Regions from separate parts of the Mus musculus genome. Here regions 2 and 3 are each linked to region 1. The links are chromatin contacts, called in public promoter capture Hi-C maps. All regions are on one chromosome and are shown on one strand. The core of a region is the stretch at or near the end of the contact, and the rest is flanking DNA. Distances in the headings are between cores, read along the strand shown.

What was found. Promoter capture Hi-C pulls out the DNA fragments that hold promoters and counts their contacts.
Region 2: a contact with region 1 is called in a promoter capture Hi-C map of liver, with 2.3 times the contacts expected there. The contact joins the promoter of Ginm1 here to the enhancer-like site in region 1.
Region 3: a contact with region 1 is called in a promoter capture Hi-C map of liver, with 2.1 times the contacts expected there. The contact joins two enhancer-like sites. A contact is called at or near these places in 2 of 39 promoter capture datasets (liver and stem cell-derived epiblast-like cells).

What each region holds. Positions count from the first base shown.
Region 1 is chr10:8,770,886-8,775,870 of GRCm38.p6, reverse strand. All of the region lies in intron 8 of Sash1 (SAM and SH3 domain containing 1), which reads left to right. Among named protein-coding and RNA genes, the nearest start is that of Gm25410, 51 kb to the left of the region's middle. Within about 2 kb of position 2,885, at least 70 of the 459 cell types and tissues checked have an H3K27ac peak or open chromatin away from gene starts, as enhancers often do. A contact at or near this core is called in liver, where this site is marked.
Region 2 is chr10:7,778,446-7,783,430 of GRCm38.p6, reverse strand. It overlaps Ginm1 (glycoprotein integral membrane 1), which reads left to right and starts at 2,514. Exons shown (of 8, transcript NM_001346750.1): 1 at 2,514-2,670; 2 at 4,069-4,128. The coding sequence starts at 2,557.
Region 3 is chr10:8,228,655-8,233,639 of GRCm38.p6, reverse strand. The region is part of intron 7 of Ust (uronyl-2-sulfotransferase); the gene reads left to right. It overlaps 4930573G07Rik (a long non-coding RNA gene), which reads right to left. Exons shown (of 3, transcript XR_003948827.1): 2 at 3,301-3,402. Among named protein-coding and RNA genes, the nearest start is that of 4930573G07Rik, 22 kb to the right of the region's middle. Within about 2 kb of position 2,174, at least 9 of the 459 cell types and tissues checked have an H3K27ac peak or open chromatin away from gene starts, as enhancers often do. A contact at or near this core is called in liver, where this site is marked.

The DNA.
Region 1 (4,985 bases), core at 1,636-4,135:
GGGCTCTGGCTAAGAATTTAACTTTATTCCTCCTTAAATAGCTGAATGTTTGCTTAACTATTTTCCTTTTAATTGATTGTAGTGCTTTGTTGTTGTTGTTGTTGTTGTTGTTGCTTGCCTCCTGCCAGGTGGAAGGTTATAGGGACTGTCATGAGGAGCTGTCAGTGTTGTGGCTGCAGGTTCAGCTTACCTTCTGGTTAAGAACACATTTAAGGGGCTGGAGAAATGGCTCAGCCGTTAAGAGCCCTCTCCAAGTTCACTTTCTAGCACCGACATCCAGTTAGTGGTTACTGCCTGTAGCATCAGCTCCTGGGCATCTGATGCCCTCTGCTGGCCTCTGCAGGTATGCACAGTCACACCACACACACACACACACACACACACACACACACACACACTCTCTGCAGGTATGCACAGTCTTGTAGTTATTATGCCATAAGTCTTAGTAAATAGTTTTATATTTTCGCAGAGCTAATGGACAAGAGCTGATGAATTGTGTCTGGTGTTTTAACATTAGTGAAAGTGCTTGAACTGAAATTAGTGATAAAGTTGATGGGCTCATGGGGTATTGCAAACCTCTTGGAGTGGCAAACCTGTATTGGATAAACTTCACACCTTGTAAAGTGTTCTAGAAAAAGTTGGAATCATGTGTCCAAGGCCGAGCTTCTTTGAGAGGATAAAGAAATTCTTGTGGAGTATGTTTGTGAAGCCAGTTGTTTTGTGAAGCAGATCGCCCTGTCATGTAACACATTCAGGTTTGAGGAGGCTTAGCGTACGAGTCTAAAGATATCTTCATAAGGGAAAATTACCGTGCACTACGAGGGCGTTATAGTTCCTCACATCCGGGAACCCTCTCTTTCTAGCCTTTCATTCCAACTATAAATATGACTGCTAACCTGGTCTGAGGTTCAGGGGAGCCATGTGGGTGGACCATTTCCAAAGTTTGAGTAACAAAATGTTATGTGGCCTTTTCTGAAGATGCTATTTTTAAGTGTTGACGGAAGTGTTCAAGGAAGGTCAGCACTAAAATATGCCCTCAGTATGTTATGTTTGGGGTAGAATCTGTTAAAGTGTCAGAAATGTTCTCAAATTATAAACTGTAGACTTTCAGTGACTGGGTTTTGCTCAGGAGGTTTTGTTACTATTTCTGTATGTAGCACTAAGGATAGAACTCACGGCCTTGCGCGTACTAGACAAAGCACCCTGTCCTGTAACATGTTGGCAGCCCAGGATGTAGGCTTTTCAAAGTCACTTCATGTGCCCCATTAACAGGCATTGTCTTCAAGCCAGAGAAGTCAAGTTTGCTGTCCCTCTAGGGGAGGTCTGCACTACAACTTTCTAGAACATCATCACTAGCTATTCTGGTAGAGTGTGCCGAAAGCTATAGAGCACACCACACAGGTGCTTGGTACTAGTTCTGTAGCAGATGGCCTAATGGTATTATGGAAAAGATACAGTCTACTCCTGGCATGTCCTGAGTAGGCTGCGTCTTCACGCTTCGGTTCCCCCATCATTTATGCATATACGATGAGCCTCTTAGAGTCTAGAGTCTGCCATTCTGCATTGAATCTTTTCTCCTCCTCTTCCTCTTCTTATTAGTTTATTTTTTCTTTTCTGAGATGGGGATCTATGTTGCCCTGGTATATGCTGACTTCCTGAGATCAAGCAATCCTCCTGCCTCAGCTCCCAAGTATCTTTGATAACAGCTGTGTGCCCTTATGCCCAACTTCTAACTGGGCTACTTTTAATGTGTTTATTGAATATGCTTATTTTAGCATAGAGAACTAATATCTATAAGTTAACATTTGTCAGAAATGTAATTTTCATATTCAAAAATGTTCAAAGAAAATCATGAACCAAATTGGCATCATCATTTGGGGAAATAAGACTTGACAGCATGTGAATTTTCAAAATGCCCCACCTGTAAATAATCCTTGGTTGAAAAATATATGGTTTTTACATTTTTACCAATTTGGATGGTAATGAATATTTATTGGGCACATAAATGATGCATAAATATGACAGCATTAGAGCTGCCAATCCAGGACCCATTTCCTCCAAGAAAACGGCTGGCCTTGTTTCCACTGTCTTCTCTTATATTGTTTTGCTCTAAGAGGAGGGCATCTACGAGAGGCTAGATTCCAGGAGTAAACTAACTCGGGCGACTGAGTGAGTGTGGGTTTTCTATAATCTCCCCTGTTTGCCTTTGTACTTTCTGCTACAGGAACTTTTGTGTACCTCAGCTTCATCCCAGATAGGTTCAAATTAGCAAGATGGTTTTTTCCTTGTGGCTAGGAAACGGCTCTAAGGTTGAAGCTTTAATGCTATCCTAGCTGCACTTGACCATGAGGTAACTGGACCTATGCTTCAGTTCTCAATTTCACACGCAAAACATGAGTGGGCCCAGTTCCCTTGTAAGGTGAACAGGAAGAAAGAGAAAGGCGTCCCAGCAATAGTTATCAGAGGGCACTTATATCCCAACTCAGGTAGGCACCCCCCGTTCTTTAAGTGCTGGGGATTGAGCCGTGGGCCTTACACGCACTAGACAAACACGCTACCATGCGCACTGTTCCCAGCTTAGCAGTTCTGCACACCTGGATGAGTTCCACTGGACCTCGATAATTAGCCCTTTCCAAATGTCTCTGAATGTGTGTGTGTGTGTGTGTGTGTGTGTGTGTGTGTGTGTGTGTGTGTGTGAGAGAGAGAGAGAGAGAGAGAGAGAGAGAGAGAGAGAGAGAGAGAGAGAGAAAACAAATGTATACAGTGCTTGGTGGATATGCACATGTTAGGAAATTGATTCTTGACCTTTCCCTTGTGAGCAATGTCTCTCTTATCTGTGCTGCTACACTGTGTAGCTCCAGGCTAGCTGGCCACAGCGCTTCCAGGTCATTCTCCCATCTCTGCCTCCCATCTTGCTGCTTGCCACCTCTGCCTGGTTTGTTCTTGTTTGTTTGTTTTGTAGGCCATGAACATTGAACTCAGAGCCTCAGGTTTGTGTGAGACTTATAGTTACTGGCTGACCTGTCTTCCTAGCCCCACAGTGAGAGGGGTTGTGAGAATTAAGAATTTGCCCCAAATTGCAAGTGGTTTAAAGGTGGTGGTGGGGTCTGCTGAGGTGACTTCCTGTTGTTCATTTCTCCACTTCCTGGTCTTTGCTCAGCACTGTCCCCTCCCATTCCCAGCCTTCTCCCTGGGACCAGGGCCAAAGTCTGAGGCATGTGTTTCACGAGTCCCTTAAGATCACCATGAAGAAATCAAGTTAGACAAGAAGGAGGTACTAGCCTCTGCAGACCTGGAAGCCAGCATTCACCCAGTGTGGGTAGGAACAGGGCTGGAGAAGCGGAGACATGAGTCAGGCGTGAGGTCTGGATTCCACTACCCTGTCAGCTCTGCCTCTGGGGCAGAGCAGCCATCTTTGTCCTTCAGTTTCTTCCCTAGATCAGCCAACCCAGTGTGCCCCGTGAGTGTTAACGGCACAGAGCAATCAATCCTGATGGGTGTCGTCACCTTTAGTTACTCTGTGGGAAGATCACCCGTCCTTTCTGTCCACTGCCATCATTGAAATGTTTGAGTCCTCACAAGTGCTATTTATGTCCATGCCTCTGTGTGTACATGTCAGTAGCCCAGTTGGGAAAACTCACCAATGCTCTCGGACTCTACTCTGCTCTTCTCAAATGCACATGCAGCTGACTGCCTGTAAATGGATTCAGGCTAGGTGTGAGTGCAGCCCCACGTGTAAGAAAGGAGGAAGCAGGTATCTACGTGGGGATGGTCTTCCAGGCGGGTGGATTTAGTATATGGTCTGGCTCTCTCAGAAGTGGAGGGAATCCTCATCCGAGGCCCAGGAATCATAACTGCAAGTTGGGTTCTCTGCAAATGAACCAGGGACACCTTTGTTTCCAATTGTTTGTGGGGACCCGCCTCAGTGTATCAAGGGCCACGTGAATACAAACAAATACTGACAGAGTGCCCAAGTATGACATATTCTGATGGTGTCTATTTCTAAAGAGATCTTTTTAAACTTAAGATAGCCTTTTAATACACTTTGGTCTTTTGTTTCTTTTTTATCAGGTTGAAATAAATCTATAACATTAGAGATAAAGATAGCTTTTGACCTATACAAATGAAGCTTCATTTGTCCAGCCTAATGTACAGCTACCAGTTGAGATATACCACATTAATTCCACTAGCTGGTTATATCCAAGTGCAGATAAAATCGAATATGGGTCAGGGTTTGGCATTTGGATTTGCAGTAGCCCTTCCTCTCTCCGCTGGAGGGAGAGACTTCAGGGAGTTTGAAGATAAAGAGGATGTCCTTCATTGTCCTGTGTTATTGATTCGTCACATCTCTGCCCTTCATTAAGTCATTTGCCCCAGTGCCAAGCCTTGTTTATTGGGCCACAAGGCCTTCTTGTGGTTCATGAACAGAATTCAGAGTCAGGATCTAAGAAGCTGGGTGCAGAGCCAGTTCATTGAAGGCACAGGCCGCCCATCGCTTGTTTATGGTGTGTTTGAACTCTGTCATCATAATTACCCATTATACCAAAACTCTCAGAACTACAGTCAGCAGCAGACAATGACACTCATTTGGAAAGCAAAAATAAATAAATAAAACCATGTGGGTCCTGGAGGTTGAACCCAGGGTTTTGAATGGGAAAGCGGTATTTAGTACAGCCAAATCCTAGTTGTACAGAATAATAGCCACTGAAAATATTCCTCTGTCCTCTTCTGAGCCCCACTTTCCCTTCTCTGCGTCACACCACGCCCTCCGGTGGTCCTGATGGTGTACTGTTAGTTGTATAAAGCAAAGAGCATTGCATAATTGGTTCCGAAAACTACGTGATTCATCTCCTGCCCTGTTGCCCATTTGATCCAGTGTGTAGATGAAGTAATGCCATCTTGGGCATTCCTCTAATCACCCATTGGGCAAACATTTATCGAGGCTGTGCCATGGACCAGTTCTTTATTCCCAGTGAGTTTGTGGT
Region 2 (4,985 bases), core at 1,265-3,764, 990 kb after region 1:
CAAGTTTTTTTTTTTTCTTTTCTTTTTTGAGACAAGGTTTCATGTAACCAACAATGACCTTGAGCTGATGGGAATTATATTCCTTATCACACCCAGGTTTTGGGTTTTGCTTTTATTTATTTACATGTGTGTGTGTGAGGTGTGTACACACTTGTACCACAGTGGGTATGTGGACATCAGAGGATAACTTGCAAAGAGTTGGTTCTCTCCTTCCATCATGTGGGCTTCCAAGGGCTAAAGTCAGGTTTTCAGGCTTGGCAGCAAGAGCCTTTATCAGCCGAACCATCTTGATGGGCCCACAGTCAATGCTGGGAATGAACCCAGGGCTCTGAAGCACTGTACCAAGGGAGAGGTGGATTCATTGCTAAGGATGGGGACAGTGATGTGGCTGTGCTTTACCAGAAAACCCCCAGCTAAACAGTAATATTCTAGACTGCTACAGTGTCTCCAGCAGAGCTCATGCATTTAGTAGTCACAGTTCAGCAATTTCATTTCCTGGATTTACCATCTGCTGATTATGAAGGAGGGGGGATCCATCCTTAATGACCTACTAATATCTGAGAGCTACCTAGCAGTTTACTGTACCCTAGAAGTAAGGCATATGGCAGAGGTAGTAGGAGAAAATGGCTTCAAAAGCTGAAAAAAAAAATCCTTTCTATGGCAAAGGTTTTATTTCAAAGAAAAACTAAATACATTTCTTTAAAAAAAAAGATTTATTTTATGTATATGAGCACACTGTAACTGTACAGATGGTTGTGAGCCACCATGTGGTTGTTGGGATTTGAACTCAGGACCTTTGGAAGAGCAGTTGGTGCTCTTAACCACTGAGCCATCTGACCAGCCCCCTAAATAAATTTCTTATTCTACCTAACAGGCCATACATACAACTACGTGTCAATCGGTATGCAATCCTGTATTAAGAAAACTCCTTCCCCGGGGGAGCTGTGAGCATCTACCCCTACTTCTAAGGTCTATGACAAACCAAAATATAATCCCACCAGCATTCGCCCAGGAAGTCCTTGGGTTTATTGGGCTTACTCATGTGAGGGGTTAGTAACAGAAGTGTGGGGACCCCAGGGCAATGGTGGGAAATCACCACGGCTGAGGGCTTCTCAGTAACCTCCTGGCTGGGGTCCGGTCTCCTACTCTTCCCCAGCCAATATGCTCCAGCCCCTCCCTGAAGTTCAGTGCGATTAGGACAGAATTGTTTTCCAGCTGGCCTCACGACCTGAGTTGGATCCCCGTAAGCCACATGGCAGAAGCGGAGAACTGGCCCCCGGATGTTGTCCTCTCACGTCCACATGACACCTTGCTCCACAATAAATACAAGCTAAAGGGTTAGAAAAAGGGTTTGGAAAGGCGGCTCAGCGGTTAAGGCCCCTTATTGCTCTTACAAAGGACTGGGGTTTGATTCTCAGCACCCACATGGTGGTTTACAACTCATTTACATAAAATTTTAAAAATTAACAGGTTAAAGAAAGGTCTACACCTTCATTTCATAGGTTAGGAAAGTAATGGAGCAGAATGTGGAGACATGTGAACCGGGCTTCATTTGGTGGCATTTTCTCTCGACGCCAAAAGTACAGTGGGACATTTAAGGTAAGGGCCAGGTCCTCAGCCCTGACCCATGACAAATTATCACTTTCCCAGCTCTAGTGCAATCTAATCGAATCAGATACTTGGGGCTGTACGGAGGCCCAGTACTTCATAAACTTTTTAAAGTCTCACCTGGCCGGGCAGTGGTGGCGCACGCCTTTAATCCCAGCACGTGGGAGGCAGAGGCAGGTGGATTTCTGAGTTCGAGGCCAGCCTGCTCTACAAAGTGAGTTCCAGGACAGCCAGGGCTATACAGAGAAACCCTGTCTCGAAAAACAAAAACAAAACAAACAAACAAAAGTCTCACCTGTAGCCAGAGGTGGCAATTTATGAGTCAGTAGGAATGGTGGTGTTTGCCTGTAATCTCAACACTCAGGAGGCAGAGGCAGGAGAATTGTCACAAGTTGAATGTCAGCTTGGTGTAGATAGAGGGTTCTGGAGCTGCATAGTGAGAGCCAGTGAAAAAGCGGGTACCTCTCCAAGTGCTAAATTTTTATTTATCATTCCTGACATTTTATAAGACACTAGTTGTTTCATTTTTTTGTAAGTATATCGACATATTGATACTAATGAAAAAGTACCATCAAGGTTGAGGTGAGAGGGTGGCACACTTCTGTAATTCCAGCAGGATCAGTAAGTAGTTCAAAGCTAGCCTAGGCTACTGTTTCGAGATCCTGTTTCGAAAGAGAAAACAAAATCACACTCCAAAAGTAAAGGCTTCGTAAAGAATTGCACTTGTTTGGAGAAAACCCCTTTCTCATCTCAAACTCCCGGAGGACGCTCACAAAGTTGGCTCCGCCCATAGACGTCAAAGGCCTGCGCAGCCCCAGCAGCTCGGTCGACCCGCCCCATTTGGGAGGGGTCGGTCCCGCCCCCCAGCCCCTCCCCTCCCCTAGGCCCCGCCCCGCCCCGGACCGCCACGCCCTCACCTCCCGCCGCGCCGGGCCGGTGTTGTCCAAGATGGAGGGCGGCCTGTCGGCGCCGCTGTCCGTCCGGTTGTTGCTGTTCATAGCGCTGCCAGCCGCGGGATGGCTGACCACCAACGCGCCCAGGCCGCCGTCCACAGCCCCGCAGGTAGGGCTGGGCGTCCGCAACAAGCCGCTCCTCTGCCTGGACCTCCGGGAGCCCGGGCGGGGTGACGCTGCCCCCTCCCGCAGGTGGACAGCCGAGAGTGCGGGGCTGGACCGGGTCTGGCCGCCGGGAGAGAAAGGGGGGGCTTTCCCGGATGCCGGGTGGGGTGGGTCCCCCGAAAGGGAACGCAAGGAAGGCGTGCAGGCGTCCTTGAAAGTGTGGTCAAGACTGCGGCCATCGAACTTGAGTTTCCTAGCGCCTCTCGAATCGGTTCGGATCCTGCCAGGTTTTGCTGTCGAAAATGCGTGATCGCTAGTGACTTCGGTCGTTTGTAATGGCTCCTTCCTGGGTTAGCGCCCGGTCCTGGGCCCTGAAGATGTTTGTGTTGCCCAATTAGCAATTTTCCAGGCCACCTGTGTCTGCTCGGCCGCGACCAGGAGGGAGTGCCTTTCTTGGTCTCGGGGCCACTCGGGCTAGCGACTGAGGGAGGCTGAAGGTCTATCGCTTCCCGGATGGGCTTTTTATTGGATGTGTGTTTGTGTGTGTGTGTGTGTGTGTGTGTGTGTGTGTGTGTGTGTGGTCGTGGGGGTGGGGTGGGTGGGAGGAGCAGTCCTTTCCTGCGTGATGGGTCGGAGATGAGTTTCTTCAACATCCCAGGGGAACGAGATTCAACCGCTCTAAGGTCACAAGTCTTTCAGATTCCTGGCTTACTGTGAGAACCCTGCCATTGCAAAATGCCAGCCCATGATTTACTCTTGTTGCCACATTGGCCTTCTTCAGTATAGTAGGAGAAAGTTTAGAGATTATAAAATTCGAGTTTTCCCCAAATGACAAGAAACTTATGTGGTAGGAACACACTAAAGACAGAAGTGACTGTCATGATAAATGTCACTTTTTATGTTTAAAACTTTACTTGTTGTGTATATGTGGTGTTGGATCGGGAACTTACACCAATGGAGGTCACAGGATAACCTTGTGGATTCAGTGTTTCCCATGGTCCTGTTTTGCAACAAGTGCTTTTATAACTCTTGAGCCATCTCCAGCTCTTTATTCTGCTTATAATGTTTTAGAATTATGCTAGAACTCTTCTTTTGAATACAGAAATCACAAAGCAGTAGCAACAACCTTGCAACTCTCAAGCACACTTGTATATGAAATTGTAGTTGAGCCGCAATTTCTTCTGGGTAAAATAGCAACTGTGCGGACAAGCACCCGGAAACCAAATAAATACTGGGTGATTGTAAAGTTATAGAGATATGGACTTATTTCCTCTCTTTTAGAATTTTGGAGATTCTTCATCATCTCTTCTGAATCCAAGAAATATTTGAACTTGCCCGCACAGTCAGTTTATTTTCAATATGTAAAGTGAGTATCTGTCCAACCTATACCTTTGTTTTGTAGAATGGCATCCAAATCAATGTAACTACCCTGAGCAAGAGTGGGGAAGAGTCTGAAGAACAGGTTTGTCTTCTTTTGATTATATTTTTACTATAATATTTAGCCAGAAAGTTTTACTGATTGTATTAGTCCATTTTCTGTTATTACATTGCAATGCCCAAGGCAGGCTACTACATATAAATACATGAAATCTATGCCAGGCTATATGAGGCTAGGCGTAGCACTTCATTCCTGTAATCCCAGCACTTTGGAGGCTGAGGCAGAAAGGGCTTACCTCAAATTAAAGTCAGCCTGTGCTTCTTAAGTAGCGAGACTGTCTTAAGAAACCCAAAACCAAGGACGGGAAGGATGGCTCAGTGGTTAAGAGCAGTGACTGCTCTTGTAGAAGATCCAGGTTGGATTCCCAACGTCCCCAAATGGCAGTTTATAACCATCTATAGCTGACCTAGACCAGCAGGTCATTCTCCAGTGACAGGCTGCTGAGGGGATGAGAAGATAAAGAAGATAGAAAAGTAGGGATCAGGGGGCTTGCATAAGCTATGTCTTATGTCAAGCAAGCTTACGATAGATATACAGTGTCTAGTGTGTAGTTTTATGGGAAAAATGGTACTGAGTCAGTAAAAGTCTGCTATACTGTGGGAATAAGTCAGCAGGAAGTGATTCAAGCAGTTCTACACAAGGGGGGAGGGTACTGGATATCTCAAGGGTGTCAGAGGATGGGGTTGGGACACACAACGTAGCCCCTTAGGGTGGGAAGTGTTGGGTTCTCAAAGATCAGAATCTGTAGCTGTCCCAAGGTCCTGGCTCCAGGCCATACTGACTCTGCCAAGCAGGCTCAAGGGTTAGAGACAGTTTAGAAGAATGTTTTTGCTATACATCAGGGCCTCAGGGAAAGCCTTAGATCAGCCTAGCCTTCAACA
Region 3 (4,985 bases), core at 925-3,424, 540 kb after region 1:
GTCCGAGCCAGTTCAAAATCATATAACCATTGGAGTTTTTCCTTCTCTCTAAATACATTCCATATGAGCCAGGGTGTTGGGGCTGCTGGAATCTCCTGCATTTACCCAGAAAGGAGTTTGAAAAGAAAATAAAGTCAAAGAAAGATGCTCAAAGGCTCAGTGCGGGAGGAGGGAAAGGTGTCCCTGGCCAGGCCTGTCCCCTTGGTGTGGCTGGGAATACTGTCACTTGACCTAGGAGTCACGGGAGGAATGGTGCTTTTGTCTGGGATCATGTCCCAATGGGGCCTTTGTGTCTGCAGTGACCCAAGCCAAAGTCAAGCTTTTTGGGTCAACTTATGACCCAAATTGTAAGAACATGGAATGGTGCCAGTTCACAAGCAGCCTGCTGCCAGCCCCCATGAGATGAGATGAGAACAGAGACCGAGAATTCGCATTTGGGAACCTACACAGTGATCTGACAAGACCACGGTTATTGGTTGCTTTTTTTTTTTTCTAACAACTTGTTTTCATAGTAGTTCACAAAAGTATTCATCTGAGGTGATTTTTGTGGGGCATGGCATGGGGGTGGAGGATTTAGAACTTATTTGATAAACATTGACATAGCTTCTCCCATTGGCTCAGGAGTCCCAGTCCTGTGAGGTAAAGTCCTGTCCACTTTCTCATCCATCTACCTGACAGTGAGTCCTGCTAAAGAGGGGTAGGCTACCGAAACATAAGGCCTGGCCCATCCCGGTGCGATCTGACAGAAAACAACCTGGAGGAGTCTGGGACTGGCTCTGAGTCAGAACCAGCTCTGATGGGCTGAGGCTGCCCATCTTCTTAGAGCCAGAACAGAGTCCTGACACTCCACGTGGTGATGAAATCTTGTGTTTGTTCAGGGTGATTTCTTGGCTCACCCACACTTCTAGATTTCCACATTATAGCATAGGATATTGTTTCCTAAGTATAGTAGGGCATGTGAGTTGGTTTCTGGCATCGATCATGGAAGATTAGCTTACCAACTCAGAATCAGCCCCAATGGCTATCACCAAAGACCGCACAACTCCCAGAGTGTCTATAAGTAGATACTGAGCCCCATGTGCTATTAGCCTTGATCTTAGACCATATTATTATTAACTTTGCTTTGGTTGAAGGTAGGCCCCATCATATTGTTAAAATAGAGTTTCACAGCCCTTTAGTGCCTGGAATTCATCACTTTTAAAAATGTTTTTCCAAAAGAAAATGTTAAATCCCAAATACATTTTTGGCTGAATGGTTGGTTTTAATGGTCCAGAGTTTTAAAAAGGAAAAAAAAAAAGCCCTGTAATTTAATTCCTCATAAAACATAAATCAGATTTGTGAAGTTTCTGCTAAACAGATCCTTCTGCTCAGCCTAAAATTTCTACCAGCTCTTAATCTTCAAGGAATAGTGAATTGTTGTAAAATGCCATCCGTGTTGTTTCATCTCAGAACTGAATTGTCTTGTAAGTAACCTGACTTCTGTTGTGTTTGTGGCTGTAGGGGTGGGATGGGGTCTACAGTTCCCATTCGTTCTCAGTCTTTAGCATCAATACAGAGGTATAGGATCCACATGACGTGAACATGGTATAATGGTTTTTACATCATCTGCCATCTCTCTCTCACCTTTCAACAGTTTGCTTTTAAAAGGTGATGAGGGTCAGTGGGAAAGTTACTCAGGCATCCACACCCACAGGCTGAACTTAATATCTAATGTGACCGGTGCCCTCCATGTCTCGTTCCACCTAGGGTTTCATTGGTTTACTGACAACTTCTGCATGCCTGTGGCGTCAGCTTAATGCCATCAGAGACAGGAAGGTCAGGCCTCAAGAAGGCAGAAGCACATCTGGAGAGTTCCTTTAAAACAAAAAAAGGTCCAAGTCACTTTCAAATTCACTTAATGATATACTCAGTAGTCAAATGCTGGGCACAGAGAGCCAGAATCTCTTCCAATAACACAAACTTCGGTTGTCATATTAATCTGAAGCACAAAACGCTTGCAGAAAAATCGAACAAGCAAAACAAAACCTACCCAGAATTCACCCCAAAGAAAGAAGCCAATATGCCAACATCAAAGGCTCAATGTTTTGTTCCAGAAATTGGAAAGTATCTGCCCCCATCCTGAGTTCACACTGCCTCAATAAACAGTGTCTCAGCTGTGTGTCAAAGTCGGTATGGACTTTTTATCATCATTACGAACGTGACTCTCCTGGCACTGTGTTTACCACCTTGTGCTGGTTTCCTATTCAGAGAGATTTAGAAGAGCTGAAGCTAAGACCCAGGACTGTGGCAGCGGGGAGTACAGGCTCTCGTGGGGCTACCACTTAGGGCCTATTTTGAACTTTGTTATTTCTTCTGAAACTGGTTTAGAAGGTCCTCCTAGATTATTTTCCATTTTTGTTGTTTTCTGTTTGTTTGTTTGTTTGTTTGTTTTGGGTAAATTTTACTCCTTGCTAAAGAAGTAGTGAGAACCAAGGAAAAGGGGATCACTGGTTCACAGGCATACTTTAGAGTAGCAGGTTGTCTCTGAGCAGATGGGGCTTTTACATCTGTGATATCCTGTGAGAAAACCCTGCTAATTAAGGGGGAAGTCTGCCATTGTCTGGATAGCTAGCCTTCCAGAGCTCAGTGCTATCTGGAGGACACACTTCATTGACCTTTACTGGGGAGTTCAAAAAGTCCCCACATTGCCTCTACATGCAGAATGGCACATAACCTTAGTTAAATTACAGGTTCAACTTCTTTTCTCCCAGTAAGAATCCATTCAGCTAGCACCTGAGATTCCTGAAATGCTTTGCCATGCTAATGCTTATAGCCTAAGTCTTTGCCCATCCTGGATATTTCTACCCCCACCACCTCCAAACCCCCCAAGTTATATAAGCCTTAAAAACCCAAATAAAGTGAATTTGTCTCCCTGCAGCTGGTCCCGGTGTCTCTTCTTCACCATACCTACTCACAGGGCTTCCAAACACAGCCCTCATCTGTTGACTCTTTTCTCTTTGCTCTCATAGACAGATATCAGCCGACAATCCCTGAGGGCAGGGGGAGCCATAATATCCCAACATTCTAGAATTCTAGACACAAGAATGGCAAACAGAACACTTACTCAGAAGTACATGTGGATACCAGGAGGAACCTGGGGACACTGACTTCTCCTCTGATTGGCTGTGTGCCCTGGGAGGGGACCAGGAAGTACTAGGAAATCTCACAGTGTCTTACTTCACAAAGCTAGCAATCCCTGGGAGAATAGAGTGGGATCTTGGGAGTGGAGGGACTCCATCCCAGCTTCTTCTCCGTGGTTACCTTCTGAGACTTCATGCTTTCATTTAAGGAGGTGCAGATGTCCTTCCGGCCCATCCCTTTGCAGTCACCCAGGCTGGGAAGCTTACAATCTTTTGATTATACCTTGAAAGAAAAATGAATGTTCTCAGAAATCTGCTCAAGAACTTTCTGGAATCGTTCCCTGCTCTCCATAGAAAACACAGATGCCAGATTGCTAGGCATGTGGCTGTCAACAACTCTTATTTCCTCCAGGCCACTGTCAAGAATTATGTGATAGAGATTTTTTTTTCTCAAATCCATGCATAGCTTTAGTGCATCTATAATACAAGGGTCTGGAGTACATCTTCACAACACTATTTATGGATCAGAGTCCTGTTTGGGGGAGGGGAGAGCAGAATTCATGGGTAATCAAGTCTACTCAAAGACCCCTCTTGGTTGGCAATATGCATGTTATCTGTTAGCATAGGCTATCCCAGAGCAGTCTGTTAGTCGTTCAAGCCAACCTCTATTAACCCTCCTACAGCCTCTGACAAAGCCAGGGCTAACACACCCTTCAGTTGGCCTTGCAGTAGCTGATTCTCTGGAACTCTGGTTCATTTGACCTTGACTTTGACACTCTATTGGGAAACTAAAGATATCTTTCATAAAGTACTACTTCTATCTCTGAACTTTCTTCTCCTAGCCTTGGATTTGTAGATACAGAGATCAGACACAGGCTCCATAGCCAGTGTACTAAGATTTTAACCTATGGTTTCTAATTCTTCCTAATTTTTATTTTTAGTTACATTACTCCTTTATTCATTCATTTAGCATCTGTGTGCACATGTACTCATTCTGGTACATGTGTGGAAGCCAGAAGTCAACTAGTGAAGTCAGTTCTCTCCCTCCATTACATAGATCCCAGGAGGTGGACTCAAGTCATCAGTCTGGGCTGTGCTCTCTCCCAGTTCTTAGCAGCTGTTTAACCTTGGGCAAATTCCTTAGTGTCTCTGAGCATCTGTTTCCTATGAACAAACAGAACAGATAACCTCAGAGATGTCAGAAGGAATGGTGGCAATAATGACCTTATGTTGGTAGTAGATTACCCATTTGATGCCTCCTGATTTGAGCATCTTGGCTCCTTGGTTAGACTTGGTAAGGAATTCTTTTCCTCTTGTGTTATTTTGAAACTCACCTTTGAAAGTAGTAACTGGAGTTATTTTCTAATACAAATTCTGAGGTCACATGAAGTTGACTGACCACATCCCATGGCAGATCCCCATTTGCTCTTGTTTATTTTAAAAATAAACCTAGAGTAAAAAATACATGTACCCCCGATCTCAGATACAAATTGAAGCCAGACATTATTTCCACACATCTGTGAAATGGAGCAAGCAAGCCAGTGGTATGACATGGTGCCTAATGCTTAACCATGTTTTACTAGTCATTGCTAAGGCTGAATTAACGGTGACTTGGAGAATATGTGACAAATGACGCTGTCATGGTAGCCTCTGCCTCTTTAATGTTCTCCATCAAGGATTCTTCATGCTCATGTGAGGTAGTCAGTTAGAGAACACATCTTCAGAAGGATTTATGGGGCATTTTAAACACTCAAAGTCCTGGTTTTCTGAAATCTAATCTTTTGTGCTCTCTCACCCACTTTTCGGGCTGCATGTTTCAAACTGGCTCAGAATTTCTCCTTAATAATTCTAGCCCTTGAGAGAAAT